Linked DNA regions of Zea mays: region 2 is linked to region 1. The links are chromatin contacts, called in public Hi-C maps. All regions are on one chromosome and are shown on one strand. The core of a region is the stretch at or near the end of the contact, and the rest is flanking DNA. Distances in the headings are between cores, read along the strand shown.

Region 1 (3,466 bases), core at 456-2,955:
TGGAAAATTGGTGCTAGGTAATGCAGGGGCAGTAACATTTAGAGCAAGAAAACTAGTAAGAAAAACATGAGGGAGAAAGAAGGAAAGCACCTCGACTTCAAGATAACCCTTCTCATCAGATTCCTTGAAGGCTCTGAGGGCGTCCTTGCCACCAAGAACATCCTCAAGCAGTTCCTCACTGCTGAGGTAGCGGTATATTATGGAATTCGCAAGCAGCTTGGCGATGTTGCGCTTGGCTGTGCAATCCGTACCTGTGCATAAAGGAACAACCCAGTCGGTGTCTGCATTTTTTTAACCTTTGGTCCCCTATCCAAGGCACAAATTTAACACATGAAAAGAAGACATCCTGGAGCTCATCTGCTCATGGAAACTACTGAGAAATCAGCTTAAGAGGCACAATTGTTTGGTTGGTCAACAAAAAGAAGCTTGGATGGTGGATGACATAGGTTGAAAACAAATGCAAGTTCAAAAACAACTGTGGATCCTTCTGCAGAACAAAGTGGTCACAATGGATAGGCACTGTCAAGGATTGTAATGTCGACCAAATTTGCAAGGTCTGTAGGAAACACCATATTCTATTGTAGGCTGGCAGAAAATTGTAGGCTGGGTCTGGGACTACAATTACTTAGCTAGACAACAACAAATCAATATTCTATTGGTGATCAACCATAACTGTGGGAACACCATGACGGCAGAAGGTATTGGATACTCAACTAGAAAATGTTTGGCAACTTGTCTTCTGTCTCGTACTCTCATCCAGAAGAAATTCTTTGCTGTAAATTGTGGTGGTCAAAGAAACTGATGAGTTTTAGAATTCCACAGTGTCCTCACACCAATATCAGTTGTTTTCTCTTGTGCTGTTTGGATGCATACTGACCTGACATTTGTATCTTGGCAACTTAAAATATTCTGTCCGATGTCCATTACAACAATTATAATGACAGCAAAGATCACATCACATATTGATATCTATTCCCGAAAGATTGTCATAACCAAGACCTGGGCTATGCCTAAGGTTGGCTAAAAAATGTTGGTTGGATCAAGAACAAGCCCATTTTTTACGAGCAGTTTTCTTACTTTTGGGCTGCTAAGATTAATGTCGGTTAGTTTGTTGTGTTACGAAATTTAAAATGTGTCTAGATTTGATTGTTGTGGCTAACGATTGGTTTGCTGAGGCCTTTTAATCCCCCTATCCCCTGGAAAAAAAATTCCAAAGGAAGCTGACAAGCATACCAACAATATAGATTGGCGTTTTCCTGAAATCGCCAACGGCCTCCGCAGTTCTCCTCTGCATTAGATTGCAACCAAGAAAACCATGCAAAATCCGTCCATAAGTAGGGCAACGATTATTTAAAAACAATAACAGGAAGATAAAATATGACAGGAACAGGGGGAGGGAGAAGGGTGGAGCCTACAAGTAGATCGACGGATGGGTTGAGTTCCTCTAGAGGTATTTCCAAGCCTGCAAAGGGAATGGTGAGAGAGGCGGTATTTGTACATTGAGAAATGGGAACACCAAAAGGAAGGAACGGAGAGATTGCAGCACTGTACTTGGGAAGGCGCGGAGACGGTGACGCTGGATGCAGCGCGCGGTGCAGAGTGACGCCGGCGGTGTAACGGACGAGAAGCGCCTCGGAGGGACGGTGGATGGAGAGAAGAAGCCTGTCGCCGCCGCTGTAGCTGCTCGCATCGCCATGGTGCCTGTGCCGTTGGTCGCTCCGCCTCCTCCCCGTTATCCGCAACTGCAAAGGCGCAGAGCCGAAGGAGCTCACCTCCGCCTTTGATGTGAGAGTGGACGGTGCTTGATCGATACGCCTCGTGGGCCCCACTTTCCAGTCTCGGATGGCCCAACACGAAAGGCCCAGTGGCCTGGCCTTAGCTGTAGCTAGGGCCGGAAAAAAAGCTCGAGCTCGACGAGCTAGCTCGGGCTCGCAGCAGCTCGGCTCGGCTCGGACCGGCTCGACGCTCCGAACGAGCCCGAGCCGAGCCTGTTTTTCTGGCTCGTGAAAAGAGCGAGCCAGCTCGGCTCGGCTCGGTGCAGCTCGCGAGCTGGCTCGTGGCTCGACCCAACAACAATTTGTTACATAAAATCTTAATTAGCATATAATATTAATATCGAGTAGACAATTAATTTATGTTATTTGAGATTACTATACAAAAATAATCTATTTTATACATTATATTAGTAATATATCTATTTTACTAATTTAAAATATATTATTTAAAATATTTTTAAGATTTTATATTATAATTTAGAGAGCAGATTTAATTTTATGCCTAGGCTCGTTGACTCGGCGAGCCGGCTCGCGAGCCAGGAGCGAGCCGAGCCGAGCCGCTTTTTCCAGCTCGTGAGATGGGCGAGCCGAGCCGAGCTCGACTCGTTACATGAGCGAGCCGCAGCGAGCCGAGCCGAGCCGAGCCGAGCTCGGCTCGTTTCCACCCCTAGCTGTAGCCCTCAGGCCGCGGTATGCGCTCTGGCTCTGGATGCCGCACAGAGGACCTCAGGCGAACACAGTCACTACACGTATGATTGGATGCATGCGCGAGCGCATGCAGGCCCAATCATGTCCCGCGGGATACGACCGATTCTTGTGCATATGTGGATACAATAAAATAAGCTTAGACTGCACCAGTGCATGCGCGCCCAGCTTCCTAGCTACAGCGAACCAAACACGGGCTCAACTGTAGTCAATGCATGTGAGGAGTCTAGCTCTCCTGATACAGCCAACCAAACACATGGTACGTAACAGTGCGGGTCCTGACAATTTTAGGATGCATTTGGTTGGAGTCAATTAAAATAGAACGACTGCATTCTAGTTTTTAGAATGGATCCGTTCTATTCTCCGTTTGACAAGCAGAACATAGTTACTCTATTTTTGTTTGGTTGAAGAGTACAATAAAGCAGAGCTGCTCGGTTCTTTGTTTGGTTGGAGAGTTGTCGGCGTCTCGAGACCGGGGGGTCCCTAAGCCGACGAGTGAGTGTGCCGCGTGCCCCAGCCCAGATGGGTCGAGCGCGTGGGCGAGCGCGAAGGGGGGAAGCGAGGTGGCCGGAGACGGGCGTGAGAGAGGTGGAAATCCCGCGGCCTTCGTGTTCGTCCCGCGCCCAGGTCGGATGCGCTTGCAGTAGGGGGTTACAAGCGTCCACGCGGGTGAGGGAAGCGAGCGGCCCCAAGAGAGCGTCTGCCCCGTCCTCGTCCCCACGTGGCCAACCTTCTCTAAGAAGGCCCTGGTCCTTCCTTTTATAGGCGTAAGGAGAGGATCCAGGTGTACAAATGGGGTGTAGCAGAGTGCTACGTGTCTAGCGGGGGGAGAGCTAGCGCCCTAAGTACATGCCAATGTGGCAGCCGGAGAGATCTTGGCACCCTGCTGGTGTGGTGTCGTGGCTGTCGGAGGAGCAACGGAGCCTGGCGGAGGGACAGCTGTCGGAGCGGTTGGGTCCTTGCTGACGTCCCCCTGCTTCCGTAAG
Region 2 (3,466 bases), core at 474-2,973, 230 kb before region 1:
TGTTTGGCTTCCAGATCTAGCCAGATATATACTATAAATATGTGACAGGATATATATCCGAACAAGCAAGATATCTTTAGGCAAGCAAATCAACACATTTTGCTGTCCCATACAAATGGCTAGTATAAATATAATGCATGCAACTGCAATGGTACCAATTGCCTTAAACCCAAAGCAAACCTGACACAATTCTGCGAATGAATAGAAAGTGCATTACTTTTGCAAGTGCAGACCAAAGAGTGAACTCTTTGGGAAACTGACAAAGCATCAATTTCTGTATGAAATAAATTGCAAAGATCTTTTTTATACAAACTAAGATATTATTAACCATCAGTATGATGACAACATAAAAATTCTAGTAAGATGTAGCAAACAAAATAGACTATGCAATGTCCCATATGGACCATATGAACATTTTCCTTTGTGACACAACTATGTACAATGGTACACGCAAGTTAGCACCAGCGCTTGGGAGGCAGTGACTAAAATGCTAGGGGGTGTTTGGTTTTAGGAATCACTCCATACAAAATGAGATGGTGCATCATGGGTTCATTCCTCAAATTTGGTGGATGACCCCATTCCTCATATTATTACTAACTAACTATAACTAACTATGAGGAATGAGGTAGTGATGAATCAACTCATTCCATTCCACAAACCAAACAAAAAAAGTGAGTGAGAAAATGATGGACTAGCTCATTCCCCAAACCAAATACCCTATTAGTGTTTACCTAGGTACAATGTTTTCAAGTCGGACGACTTGCTGGTCATTCTGGCTGACCAACTAGGGCGATTAATCGTGATTAATCACGATTAGTCGGATGACTTGGGCGATTAGTCGTGATTGGTCCAAACCGACTTGGACGATTAATCGCGATTAATCGGACGACTTGAAACAATTGCTTAGGTAACCATTAGCATGCACCACATATGCACAAGAACCATTGCTTAGTTAGTTAGTTAACAATTGAGGATAACAAGTTATTGATCTAGCAGTAAAAAAAAGCAAGGGCAGCACACACGGTAATGGTATGCTCCCGTTTACATAACGGGTTGGGAGGATTGAGATTCAATAGGCTAGAAGCACAAGAGCAAGGGATGGTTGTAAACTATCGATTCTTCGCTGCTTATACGCAATTAAGCAAATATATCATTCAGATTTAGCGGACCTGCGATAAAAGGAAATTGGAAATTAAATCCCCCGGCTGAGGTTTAACAAGGAAACCTCGCATCACTCGCTCACCGCATGACGCAGATCCAAGCAGGTCAATTCAAATACTAATGCCCAGAAAAGGAAGGCATACAGAGTCCGATCAGGACCTAGGAGCAAGCGAAACTACTACGAGCAACAAACCAGATCGGCGGAAACTACTATTAACAACAAACCGGATCGGGGGTGGGGGCTGCGGGGGAGCGGCGGTACTCACGCGGATCCCTGGTTGTAGAGGTCGAGGGAGACGGCGACGCGCTCGACGCCCGGCTTGGGGCGGGAGAGCGAAACCTTCTTGTGCGCGACGACAAAGGGCGCATCGGCAGCGGAGGCGGCGGAGGCGAGGCCGAGGAGAAGGAGGGAGACGAGCGCGAGGCACCGCGCCATGGCTGCTCTCTCGCCTCCGACCTGCTAGCTAGGGTTCGGGCTACCAGTCGAGGCGCGCAGGTGCAGTTGGGAATGGATCTCGACTCACTCCCTCTCCTCTCCGCGCCAGGTAATAGCCGAAGCCCGAAGCCCCATCTGGGGACATGACGCGGCTCGTGAGGCTGCACGTGGGGCCCACCACGCAGCCGTCTCGCCTCGTCTGCCCGCGTGCGAATGCGTGGAGCCGTGCAGGGGCTCCGGCTTTCTTTCGGTCTCAGCCACTGAAGATTCTTTTTTATATTTTTAACCTTTTAAAAATTATTTCTAAAAATAACGTCCCTATTTATTTATTTCGAAAGTTGGTCATATATATATATAGCGCGGTTAAAGTACCTCGTTCCGCCTCGCACCGGCTGGTCAGCCTAAGAGCTTGTTCGTTTGTGTCGGATTGCACCCAGAATCGTTCCACTCAATCAAAGTTTATATAAATTAGAGAAGCAATCCGGTTAGAAATCGTTCCGACCCACCAATCCGACAGAAACGAACAAGCCCTAAACATAGCAAGCGATGTTACGTAATCACGTAGAATACGGCACATACTACACCATCTACATTAGTGTCTTTTTACTGTACCAACCCTGTTAGCACCACAAAAGAGTATATTAATCCGCGTGTGACCCTCCCTTCCTTTGTCATCATCTGCTTAATACGTACATATGTCGTCGTCACTAGCCCGTCGTCGTTCACATCTAATTCCAATGGATGGCTCGCCTTTCTCTCTTCTATCTTCCTCGGATTCTCTTACCTCACTTGTTCTTCCTTCACTATCTTGGATGGTCCATCGACTCCTCCTTCAGAGTTAAACCACCTCCAACGGTGCCCCCCATGTCTCCCCTGTTGGGGACTTGTTCTCAAATGCTATGAGTTAAGAACAAGGCAACATAGAAAATGTTAATCGTTAAAGTCCTCCGTCCTTCGAAGCATTATTTCCCTTAGGATATAATGATCCTTGGACGAAGGTTATGAAAGGCATACCTTCATAACTTTATTATACAATTACGAAGGATGAAATGTAAGAAATGTAAAAGTCAACATAAACAATTATGTATTATTATCAGGCATAGACAAAAATATCGTTGAATTACAAGTGTACCTTTAACTGGAAGGAGATGATAGTACAAGTGTGACGCAAAAAGCGAATGCCAAGTCAGCGTGAACAGTACGGGGGTACTGTTCACCTATTTATAGGCACGGGACACAACCCATACAAAATTACACTCATGCCCTTTACACTTGATAATAATTCTATAGTAATCTGTCGAGGTCTAAATAGCCTTTTCATCTTTAAGTCGGTTTCACTTTTTGCTGCCGCGCCGAAGCTTTCCTGCTCACACCTTCGGCGCTGTATCAACCTTCGTATTACTCTGGTCTACTGTGATGCCGACTTGAATCCGAAGATACCTGTTCACACATTATACTCCAGAAATACTGTTAAATCCTGTTTTTGAGCACCTTCGGATGCCGAAGGTCCCCAACATCCCCTATCCCACCCCTATCCCACGTAAGGTGATATTTAGGATGAAAGACCTCTCCAACACCCCACCCCACACCTCAGCTCATATATATGGAGGGACATCTATTGGTACTTGATTTCAATTTCCTTAAAGTCATTGAAAATCAAGACAACACAAGTTAAATATAAAGACATTCGCCCTCTTGATTTAAGACTTCTTTGAAGTATTATAACAAGGGACAAATGTTTTCATAGAGAAACATAATGAAATAACACGAAAACGACAAAGTGTGACTTCATATTCGACTCATATGAATCCCCCAAACTGTTTTTCAAGACTTCGCATGTCGAATAAATATTGTATCAGGACTAGCTCC

What was found. A called contact is a pair of places that touch in the nucleus more often than the background predicts.
Region 2: a contact with region 1 is called in a Hi-C map of tassel, with 2.7 times the contacts expected there. The contact joins the promoter of LOC100283273 here to the promoter of LOC100283991 in region 1. A contact is called at or near these places in 3 of 25 Hi-C or Micro-C datasets (ear, leaf and tassel).

Annotation. Positions count from the first base shown.
Region 1 is chr1:154,799,015-154,802,480 of Zm-B73-REFERENCE-NAM-5.0, reverse strand. It overlaps LOC100283991 (shikimate kinase family protein), which reads right to left and starts at 1,705. Exons shown (of 9, transcript NM_001156889.1): 1 at 1,552-1,705; 2 at 1,416-1,462; 3 at 1,234-1,288; 4 at 91-251. The coding sequence starts at 1,696.
Region 2 is chr1:155,030,942-155,034,407 of Zm-B73-REFERENCE-NAM-5.0, reverse strand. It overlaps LOC100283273, which reads right to left and starts at 1,723. Exons shown (of 6, transcript NM_001156175.2): 1 at 1,428-1,723. The coding sequence starts at 1,597.